3 separate regions of the Mus musculus genome follow, and regions 1 and 2 are each linked to region 3. Evidence: chromatin contacts called from public Hi-C data. All regions are on one chromosome and are shown on one strand. Each heading gives the region's core, a stretch centred on a gene start, on an enhancer-like site or on the middle of the called end of the contact. The rest is flanking DNA. Distances are from core to core; before and after follow the strand shown. Region 1 has its middle 17 kb from the start of Ptgs1. Region 2 has its middle 11 kb from the start of Gm13446. Region 3 overlaps Ttll11 (tubulin tyrosine ligase-like family, member 11).

Region 1 (3,228 bases), core at 439-2,938, 310 kb before region 3:
AATCACAAGTATTTCAGCAGGGCAGTAAGTTTGATTTGTGCAGAGGGTGCATCCAGTGTGGGTCCTGCTGGTGCAAATGGGGTCCACCTCACATCCTTACATAATGGCTCTCTTAAAGTGTCACAGCCGACAATCGGGATGTGATTTTTGAGCACCTAGTACACATATTTTTCATTTCAAGAAGTGCTGACCTTGGGGCTAGAAACATGGCTTCCAGAACCTTCACAGAGAGACCCAACCACCCGAAACTCTAGTCCTAAGGGATCTGACGCCCTCTTCTGGCCTTCCTGGGCATCAGGAGCACGGACAAGCTTTAGGCAAAACACTCACACACATAACAAACACAAACCCAAATTAAGAAAAGAAGTGCTGACATGGAAGGAATTTGACTTTCTGCCAAGTAGCTTCTCTCCATTTGTTTTTAAATGAAATGTGTCTTGTTTAACCCTTGGATAGAAAAGATACTGAGTTTCTCTTTTACATTTTCCACACAGTCTGGATTTGAAATGCAGAGAAAGGAAGAACAGATTATGAACTTCAGGCTTCTGCACACACAGCCAGGGTTCTGAATACCCATGCCTAGGAAAAACAAAACGCAAGCCACGTGACAGAGTCGATACCTCAGTAAAAGTCCTTAGTGCAACATTGCAGGGGAAACTCCCCTACACAGGACAGTATTCCGAAGTGACCACCAGGTGGCAGCATAGGCCACCTTTTTCGTGTCTGCTCAGGCAAGGCAGGCTGGAAAAGGAGGTTTCCTGCTAGCCAGGCTGGAGAAACCACTGGTACAACTGGAATAGGACCTCTGCCAGGGCCTCTAGGAAACAAATTCCTGCATGCACAGAGTCCAAAGGGCCCGGTGGAAAAGGCACGAGAAGTGGACTCCCACACGGCTTAGCCAGAGCAGGTGTCCTATGCGGTGAGGCTTGTTAGGAAATTTACATTTTCACCTCTAAGAACTGTAACCTGGAAACAGATTTTGAGACATTTTGTTGTCTGAGTCACCCCCAACTCTACCCATGGTGTAAAACTGAGACCAGTTTTACACTGGCATGGCCTGCTATTGCTGGAGTGGAATTGGGGAACCTGCTTGAGCAGCCTGAAACCGTTCTCTTACCTGCCTTCATCCTTATCACTCCCTTGCCTTGGCCACTCACCCAGCCACCACCAGGCCATCTGTGCACATCCTTAGCATTTCCAGGGGAACTCTCTCCTGCCCCTCTCCCACCCCCTTGAGTGAAACCCCCCTAACATCAGCCCTTGGAGGCGTCCCAGGAAAGGCTTCCCGATCCCCTCCCCCACACTGTCCTGTTATTTGCATCTCAGCCGTGCAGCAGGTACCAAGCACTTGGAACAAGCAGAACCTGAGTGTCCAGAGCAGGGGACTATGCTCGACTGCCCGAGGGTGGCTTGCCCGGGCTCCCCCAAGTGGAAGCCCCGCAAAGAGACCAGGGCAAATGGAAATGTGCGGCTTCTGAGATCACTGTTAATGCAGAGGTGGTAACAGACAGCCTGTTAGCTCATCACAGGTCACATACAGGAAACCTCCCTGGCTGTCTGTACATTCACTGAGCACTTACTATCTGTGGGCACTGTTCCAGGCCTTGTGATCAGCATGAGGAAGACAGAGGGGTGGGGCTGAATTCCAGACAATGTGCACCCAGGGACAACGCTTCATCAGCTCGCCCTGCCATACCCCTGTGACCGTGCCAGGCTGCTTACAGAGGCAATGATTAGCACTACGGCCAGCACACACTGGAGTCCGTTCACTTTGGTGACAGGAGGAAATGACATGCTGCTGCCAGTCCCTCAGAAAAGGCACCGCAGAGGCACAAAAAGACAGAAGGGGCCAGCAAGATGAATCAGCGGGCAAAGGTGCTTGCCACCAAGCCTGACAATCCGAGTCCAATCCCCAGACTCCATAGAGCAGCAGAAGGCTACTCCTGCAAATTGTCCTCTACACACACACACACACACACACACACACACGTGGAGGAAAAAAATCACACACACACACACGTGGAGGAAAAAAATATTTTGGAAAAAAATCAAGAAAGTGGGTTTTCAAACTATGTTCTTCAAAACTAGGGATCTGCAGGACTGTCCAGGGCCACCACCAGGGGACAGGGGACTCAAGCATCAGCCCCTTCCTTGCCACCTTCCACCTTTGCTAGTCACAAATCCATCCTGGGCTTCTCAGGTTGGCTCTTGTTTGAAGAAGAATCCTGCTGGCTCAGGAAAGGCAAGAGGTTTGGCCAGAGTCACACAGTCGGTCGGTCGAATGGAAAGCCAAGGCAGACAACAATCAGAACCTGAGGTCAGAGATCAGCCTGGAGCTCCCAAGTCAGGGCCAGAGACAGTAGAACACAGGTAGAACAGGAAGCCGCAGAAACAGGAGCCTGAAACCAAAGGAGGATGAAGTTGTCATGATGTGGGATCTGGAGGTCAGAGGCAAAGGTTCAAGGTCACATCCCACTGTCAGAGGTCAATGAGAGCCATTCCCGTATCAGGGCTGCATCCAGTTGGTATTCACTGAGCATATATGTGTGGGCATAGAAACTATAATCCATGGTCATGAGCAAAGCAAAGCCTTTGCTCTCCCTCAGCTACCTGGAGTGCAAGGTAAACAGAAGAAATAACTGCTAGCCATCTAAGCAGAAGGAAGGACTGCCTGTAGGTGGGCTGGTTCCTATGGGGTGGTCAAGGAGGGCCTCCCTGAGGAGGTGACATTTGAGCTCCAGTCTGTCTGAACCTGGGCCAGCTGCTCAGCTCCTACCCTGAAAGCCAGCAGATCCACTCTGGAAGGAGAGGATGCCAGAGGGGCAGGAAGTCTGGCCCCCTGTAACCATATCCCCAGGAAGGAGGAAGCCTGGACTTCGCTTTCAGCAGCCCTATTCATCAAGGCCCAGCTCTAACCTCAGGCAGTACCCAAGGCTCTGCCTGGGGAGGAGGCAGGGAGGGAGAGAGGGAAGAGGGAGGGAGGGTAGCAGGGAGAGAGCCCTGGATTCCCTTGCAGACAATAAATGCTTCCAGGTTCCCGGGAGCATTTTTCGGGTCACTGCCGCATCTGATCTCAATTACCCTCGGTGTAGGGTTCCCGGGTGGGGGGCAGGGGTGGAGAGGAGCCGGTTCCTCCATGATCAGAATCTCTAGGCCCAGCCAACCAAGGCACTTCAGGATAGGTCCCCAACATGTCAGTAGGCGGGAGACAGAATCGCCAAAGAGAGG
Region 2 (3,258 bases), core at 247-2,746, 340 kb after region 3:
CAGCAGAGGAAGACATAGCAGACAGAGTTCAAGGCCAGCCTGGTTTACACTGCGTTTCAGGCCAGTCAGGGCTTTAGAAAGAGACCCTGTCTCATTATGAAAGAAAAGGAGGAAGAGGAGGAGGAGGAGAAAGGAGAGGAGAGGAGGGGGAAGAATCTTGAAGCGTTCAGTCACTTTAACCCCTTATAATCAACCAGAAGTGATTGCTACTGTTTTTTCTTTTTTCAGAAGAGGTCTGTTTGGCCAAAGTAGATGTAGTGAGGAGATAGAAAAGTCAGGAATGGAACCACGAGTCTAATTCTAAACCCAGTGCAGCCTTGGCTGGGTACCAGGCTCTCAATGAGGCGTGCCCAGCTGCCCAGCTGCCCAGCTCTGGTCTTTGCTTGCAGCTTCTGCACAGAGCCTCCTCCCTGCACCCACTTCCCATTCAGAAGCCAGTGTCTCCTGTTGTCATCCTGCGTGCTAACAAAACCTACTTTGAGATGCTTATTTGTCCAACACTATCCTTCCGGCAGAGGGTGGCCTGGTTCCACAGGAAGGGTCAGGAGGTGGACTGGCTTGTCACCATTCTCCCTGGGGACTGAGGCCACACCCAGGTCTCTGTAGGCTTTGCCTTTCCATCTCTACAGGAACAGCAGGATTAGGCTTTCTTATTGAATTTGTGGCCTGGAATTCAACAGTCCTCTTGACCTGTCCGCACTGGGATTAGTCCCCATTCCCAGGTTTTAAAACCAGCTCTTTAAATCGACAAGCTGCAGAACTCTTGTTTCATCTCATTTTGTGGGGAGGATGTGGAGGGAAATTGTCTGTTTGTTTTGAGCCTGAGTCTGCCTTAGTCACTGCTCTATTGCTGTGGAGAGACGCCATGATCAAGGCAACTCTTATAAAAGGAAGCATTTAAGTGGGGGCTCGTTTACAGTTTCAGAGGCTGAGTCCATTGTTACCATGGTGGGGAACATAGCACTGGAACAAGAGCGAAGGATTACATCCTGATCTGCAGGCAGAAAGAGGGTGGGGAGAGCGAGGGGAGACAGACAGACTGGGCCTGACATGGGCTTTTGAAACTTTAAATGCCTCCTTCCAGTGATACACTTCCTCCAACAAGGCCACACCTTTTAATCCTTCTAATCTCTTCAAACAGTTCCACTCCCTGGTGACTAAGCATTCAAATCTATGGACCTATGGGGGCCATTCTTATTCAACCTACCACAGAGTCTTATGTAGCCCAAACTAGCATCAAACTAGGTAGACAAGGAAAACCTTGGACTCTTGATCCCCAGCCTCCGCCTCTCAAGGGCTGGGATCATCGCCACTGTATTCAGCTCAGAACTCCCATGTCAGAAGAAAACCGCCAGTTGGAAGGAAGCTGATCTGCTGGGAGTTGGGTAAGTAAAAGAGGTCTCTCCCGCTCACAGCCCCGCATGTCTCCTCAGTGAAGGCCGATGAGACCTGTGTGAACTAAGCTGTGCCTCCCTGGGTCCCACCTCAGAACACCTGACTGTCCCTGCGGCAGTCTAAGAGGAACCTCAGCAAAGCCAGCTGGACCTGGTTGCCACGTGACCTGTCTGGTAGTGTCTGTTCCCAAGCACCAACAAGTTCAGTGTGCCCTGCACATGCCGGGTGGCCAGGACAAGCTGTGCCCTGACTACTTATCCACTTCTCTGTGTGTCATTTAAATCCTCCTGTCCTTTCTCACCACCTTCTAACCAGTGACCCCAGTTACCACTTTCTGTTGCCTTATAGTAGACACCCCTTCCCCTGGACAGCTGCCTCCTGACATGGTGGACACCATCGACACTCTTGCTATTGATACTAAGCTTCCCAGAGGATATGCGCAAAAAGGGACACCAACTCAGAGTAGGAGCTAGTGGGGTTAGGCACTGCGTGTGAAGAGGAAGCAGGCTCTCTGTGTCTCTCTGTGTCTGTGTGTGTCTCTGTCTCTGTCTCTGTCTCTGTCTCTGTCTCTGTCTCTGTGTCTGTCTCTCTCTCTCTCTCTCTCTGTGTGTGTGTGTGTGTGTGTGTGTGTGTGTGTGTGTGTGTGTGTGTGTGTGTGTGTGTTTTGAGACAGGGTTTCTCTGTATAGCCCTGGCTGTCCTGGAACTCACTTTGTCAACCAGGCTGACTTCAAACTCAAGGATCCGCCTGCCTCTGCCTCCTGAGTGCTGTTTAAAGGCGCACACCACTACACCCAGCCTGGAAGCAGGTGTTTTAGGCCCAGAACTGATAAACAGGAATTATTGGAGGAGCTGTTTAAGGAGCTGTCAGCCACTCAGCCTGACTGAAACCTGGCTTGGACTTGGTGACCCTTGCAGGTAGAGGAAGTAGCTACCCAGACTTGTCAAGGACCTTTAGGGACAATTCAAGATCTGTTTAAGATCTGGAGATTAATCTTGAGGACTCTGGAAAGCCAATGAAGGTGATAGGCAAGATCTGCATTTGGCAGCTCATCTGACCAGACACAGACTAGGGGCCTGTGAGCTTCATGACCCATCTCTCCTCCCAGTCTCCCTCACACACACACAGACCAGACAGCCTGGTTCCTTCTGAGACACAGCACATGGACATGGGTTAGGGTGCTCCAGGCTGCGTTGTCCTTTCTATGCTGACTGGTCCCAGCCTGGAATGTGGTCTGTGGTCTCTCATCTCTCACCTTAGGGCAGGACATCAACACCATCTCCACTGGGTAGAGCTGTGGTTTGAAGTCTGAGACACTGCTCTCCCCACCCCTCAGTTCCTTATCTTGCTTCTGCTCCTCACAGCCATTCCTCAGCCCTGCAACCCTCCCTTGGTCCTGGCTAATGGTCCTCTCTCCAAATACAAGCTCTTTTGTTCATCAGGCAGCTTGCTTGGCCCTCAGCCGTAGCTTGATCTTAATGAGCCCAGGGTCAACTGAAGGATGAGGCGGCTCCATTAGACTGTTGCTGGCTACAGCTTGGTACTCTGTCCTTCCCTGCTCAAACATTCCGTCTGTAGCCCTTTCTACTCTAGGACAGTGAGGGTGGTGCTCTCTCTCTCTCTCTCTCTCTCTCTCTCTCTCTCTCCTCCCCCTCCCTCATTCCCTTCCCTCTCTGTACCTATCCCGTAATTCATGAGCCCCTCTCCTGGCCCTATAGCCGCCTGAGTGTTGGGAGCACCACCACCCCGTGACAGGGGTACTTAATTTGGCCATGACTGGGGACATCTTTGTCCAGCTGGACTCAACAAAGTAGTCTGTAATTCACAGGTCAGCACCACCCCACTCCAACAGTTACCATGAAC
Region 3 (3,507 bases), core at 82-2,581:
CAGCATGATCTCTCTGGTGGTTCCATGAATGTTTGTGATACAGCCTCCAATAGAGAATCCCCTGCTTAGCACTAGTTAGCTGGTTGAGCCCCAGGACCTTCTAGTAAACCCTCAATTTTATAGGTGAACATGGCAGAGCACAGAAGAAAGTCCAGTGACCTTCCATGGTCACATGACAGGCAGAAATATCCTAGCAACACTGGAGCCAAAATCCAGATTTTTCTGGTTTACACTTCTTTCAACTCAGCGAAGGCTAATTGGTGCAAACACACATAACAAAAGTTTACCAGCTTTGCCTATTTTTTCTTTTGTGTGGCAGGGAGGGTACACGTATGTTTTCACATAGATGTACGCACACGTATGTGTGTACACATGGAGACCAGAGACTGCTGTCAAGAATCTCTGAGCTAGTCCTTGGTGTTAGCTTTCCAGACTACCTGGAGTTCATCGCTTCCGCTATGCTGGCCAATCAGAGAGCTGCTGGGATCTGCCTGTCACAGTGCTGCCCACCCCACCCCGATTCTGGCATTATAGGCACATGCCACATGCCCAGCTTTTTATCTGGTTGCTGGGGCTAGAACCTAGGCCCACATGCTTGGGTGCAGGGACTCTATCAGCTTCATAATTTTTGGAGGGTAAAGTTCAGTGGTACAAATATTGCCCAATCCAACTGTAGAATTTTTAAAACCTTAAGTAACTGAAATTCTGTCCTTATTAAATTGCTAACTCTACTAACCACCCCACCCCACCCCCAACCCCAACCCCTTCTATTTCTGTATTCTTGCCACTTCAAATTCTTAAGAATTTGACTTCTTGGGGACCTTGCACAGTGGGATCCTAAAGTCCTTTTGGTTTTGTGTTTGGCTTGTTTCTCTGCACAGAGTGCTCAAGGTTTTGGTCTTATCATTCCCTTCCGTTTTCAGGCTAATAATATCCCACTTAAGTAATGTTGGAAAGCCAGGCTTTCTCAGACGCCTTTCCAGAATACCACTAGGGGGCAGTAAAGGTGCAGAAAATTTTCAATAAGCCTCCTGAGTGCCAGGCAAGCCAGCCGGCATCCCCTATGTATCTCTTTCAGCCATCCGAGTATACAGTTACAAGATAATGGATTTCACATCCGACAGCAGAGTTGGATAAACCAAAGATACCATCAGCTGTAGTTTAAGAGCCGTCTTCCTCACATTCCGGCCAACACTAAGGCATAGAACTTCATTTCAGACAGTGGCTTCAGATGCTATTTTGGCTTAATTAATTCACTTTAGTCCGGTGGTTCTCAGTGCACACGACAGAATCACATATTCAGGCTTCAGCCAGAATCGTCAGAGTTTCAGTGGAAGGTGAGGGTGAGGTTGGGCCCAGAGACAGAAGCTATATTTAGCTTCAGTCGTTGAGTGGAAAGATGTCTGTTAAGCAAAACCAGAAAGGTTCAGAAGATAGGAATTCTGTTTTTTTTTTTTTTTTTTTTTTGGCTAAAGTAATGGCTGAGGGGACTGGAAATATAGCAACCTCATTTCCTAGACCCAGCACTTGTATGTGCATATGTGTGGAGGTCAGAGGTCAGAGGTCAAATGTCAAAGCCAACGGTCCTTCTCAATTGCTCTTTACCCGTTTTAAGACAAGGTCTCTCATTGTGCCTGGAGCCCAGTGGGCAGCCAGCCCTGGGTTCCTCCTGTCTCTGCCTCCCTAGATCTGGAATCACAGTGTTACACCACCATGTCTAGCTTTCTTATGTGGGTGCTGGGGGTCACACTTAGGTCCTGCCTGCAGAGCAGTTAGTGAGCCAGGCTGTGGCACTTTTGAACACATTAGGAACCCAGACTGAAGATTTGGGGTTGGGGTATCCCAGACAGCTCAGGATTCAAAGACACAGTTCCAAGACAGCCATGTTCAGGGTGAGGTCAGAGCCCAGATATTAGTAATGGCTGAGATATTAAAGTCTTTGGCTGATTAGTAGTGGCGCACGCCTTTAATTCCAGCACTTGGGAGGCAGAAGCAGGCGGGATTTCTGAGTTCAAGGCCAGCCTGATCTACACAGAGAAACTCTCTCTTGAAACAAAACAAAACAAAACAAATCAAAACAAAACAAAACAAAAAGTCTTTGCTATAGGAATCAGAAAAACGGGTCTTTCATTTTATCTTATCAAAAATAAAATTGTCACAGGGAACCTGAGGTGGGATCAAAGACCTAGGCTCTCACCCCACCTGCCTCGCTAGCCAATCATGGGACCCCAGGCGGGCCCCGCCCCTTCCCTCAGCCTCAGCCTCCCCTCTGCATTATGAGCAGATGGGATGATGTCGGTCTCCGAGGATCCTTTTGGTTCAGAAAATTCAACGATTCTCTTAGAATTAATAATCTTGATTTGTAATGACTCTGGCACAGAGAGGAAGAAATATTTAACACTGTAATGAATGACAGAGACTATTGACCATGTAGTTTAATTTATTTAAGGCACATACCCTGAATTCAAAGGAGAAAATATCACTCTGATAATATATTGAACTGTTAGTATCATCGGCCTAGCAAAAGCTTTCTAGAGGGAAAAATTACCCACCAGTGCAAACTTGACATTTTTCACTTGCTGATCCACGGCTGTCGTTCGTCCATAGCAGCCATGTTTGCTGTAAAGGCTGTGCGTGTGGATGCTTCGGATGAATATTAAATAATGACATAAGCGTCAAGGTCACTGTTGCAGGAAAGGCTGTGAGGAGGTTGGGCCTGAGAGGGAGCCCGCATTGATCTCTTGTGAAGTTCTGTTCTGGAATCCTGCTGACGTGGAGGACACAATTGATGGGAGCCATTATCAAGGCTGTAAGTGTCCCTCCATTGTTAAGGATCTTTTACAAGACCCAGGAATCGGCAAAAGCTTCAGCTAGAAATATAGGCCAGTCAAAGAGATAAGTGCATTCTAGAGAGTGGGTGGCCTGGGTCAGGCTTGCACAGCGAAGGCAAAGGCTGACGGGAGGCCAGCGCCAGACCATCATCGACTTCTCCTGCAAGTCGGGCACTGCTCCTGGGGATGGCTCAGAAGAGAGCTTCCATGCCAGGAGCTACAGAGAGCAAGGTGTCTGTCTTCACATGTCTTCTCTGAGCATTTCAGCCCACCTTCTTCCATAGCTTCCCAAAGCACCCCAACAAAGATGTCTGGATGGCTCAGGCCTTCTGAGTTTGTAAAGTATAGAAATGTATGTCTTTCAGCTCCAGAGGCTAAGAAGTCCAGTATCAAGATGCTGATAGCTGGTGAGGGGCCTTCTATGGGACAAGACACATCCAATGTGCTAGCCAGCACACAGGAGGGCTGGTCTCTCCCTTTCTTATGAAACTACCAGTGCTGTCATATCGCTCTATGCTTAGGCTTCTTCAACTTTACCTGCCAAGTTTCTACATTAAGATACCATCAACATGTGCATATTAGAGGTTAAGTTTCCAACATGTGAGCTTCAGGGGGAATACCTTGAAGCCATAGCCTGGAGGAATCAGGTACCCATAAATTATACACAACCACAGGT

What was found. Hi-C and Micro-C count contacts between places; a contact is called where the count stands out from the background.
Region 1: a contact with region 3 is called in a Hi-C map of the N1E-115 cell line, with 15 times the contacts expected there. The contact joins two enhancer-like sites. A contact is called at or near these places in 4 of 484 Hi-C or Micro-C datasets (the N1E-115 cell line, cortical neurons, olfactory sensory neurons and 1 more) and 1 of 9 other capture datasets (embryonic stem cells).
Region 2: a Hi-C map of the N1E-115 cell line shows a contact between it and region 3, with 6 times the contacts expected there. The contact joins two enhancer-like sites. A contact is called at or near these places in 1 of 39 promoter capture datasets (neural stem cells), 2 of 15 datasets of contacts at CTCF or cohesin (large pre-B cells and stem cell-derived epiblast-like cells), 3 of 484 Hi-C or Micro-C datasets (the N1E-115 cell line, bone marrow-derived macrophages and nephron progenitors), 19 of 115 datasets of contacts at active chromatin or transcription factors (astrocytes, cardiomyocytes, craniofacial prominence and 13 more) and 5 of 9 other capture datasets (adipose tissue, embryonic stem cells, liver and 2 more).

What each region holds. Positions count from the first base shown.
Region 1 is chr2:36,211,696-36,214,923 of GRCm38.p6, reverse strand. No RefSeq gene overlaps it. Among named protein-coding and RNA genes, the nearest start is that of Ptgs1, 17 kb to the left of the region's middle. Within about 2 kb of position 1,688, at least 32 of the 459 cell types and tissues checked have an H3K27ac peak or open chromatin away from gene starts, as enhancers often do. A contact at or near this core is called in the N1E-115 cell line, where this site is marked.
Region 2 is chr2:35,568,164-35,571,421 of GRCm38.p6, reverse strand. It overlaps a transcript of Dab2ip not described here. Among named protein-coding and RNA genes, the nearest start is that of Gm13446, 11 kb to the right of the region's middle. Within about 2 kb of position 1,496, at least 8 of the 459 cell types and tissues checked have an H3K27ac peak or open chromatin away from gene starts, as enhancers often do. A contact at or near this core is called in the N1E-115 cell line, where this site is marked.
Region 3 is chr2:35,904,160-35,907,666 of GRCm38.p6, reverse strand. All of the region lies in intron 3 of Ttll11 (tubulin tyrosine ligase-like family, member 11), which reads left to right. The region is part of intron 2 of Gm35396 (predicted gene, 35396); the gene reads right to left. Among named protein-coding and RNA genes, the nearest start is that of Gm35396, 22 kb to the right of the region's middle. Within about 2 kb of position 1,331, at least 23 of the 459 cell types and tissues checked have an H3K27ac peak or open chromatin away from gene starts, as enhancers often do. A contact at or near this core is called in the N1E-115 cell line, where this site is marked.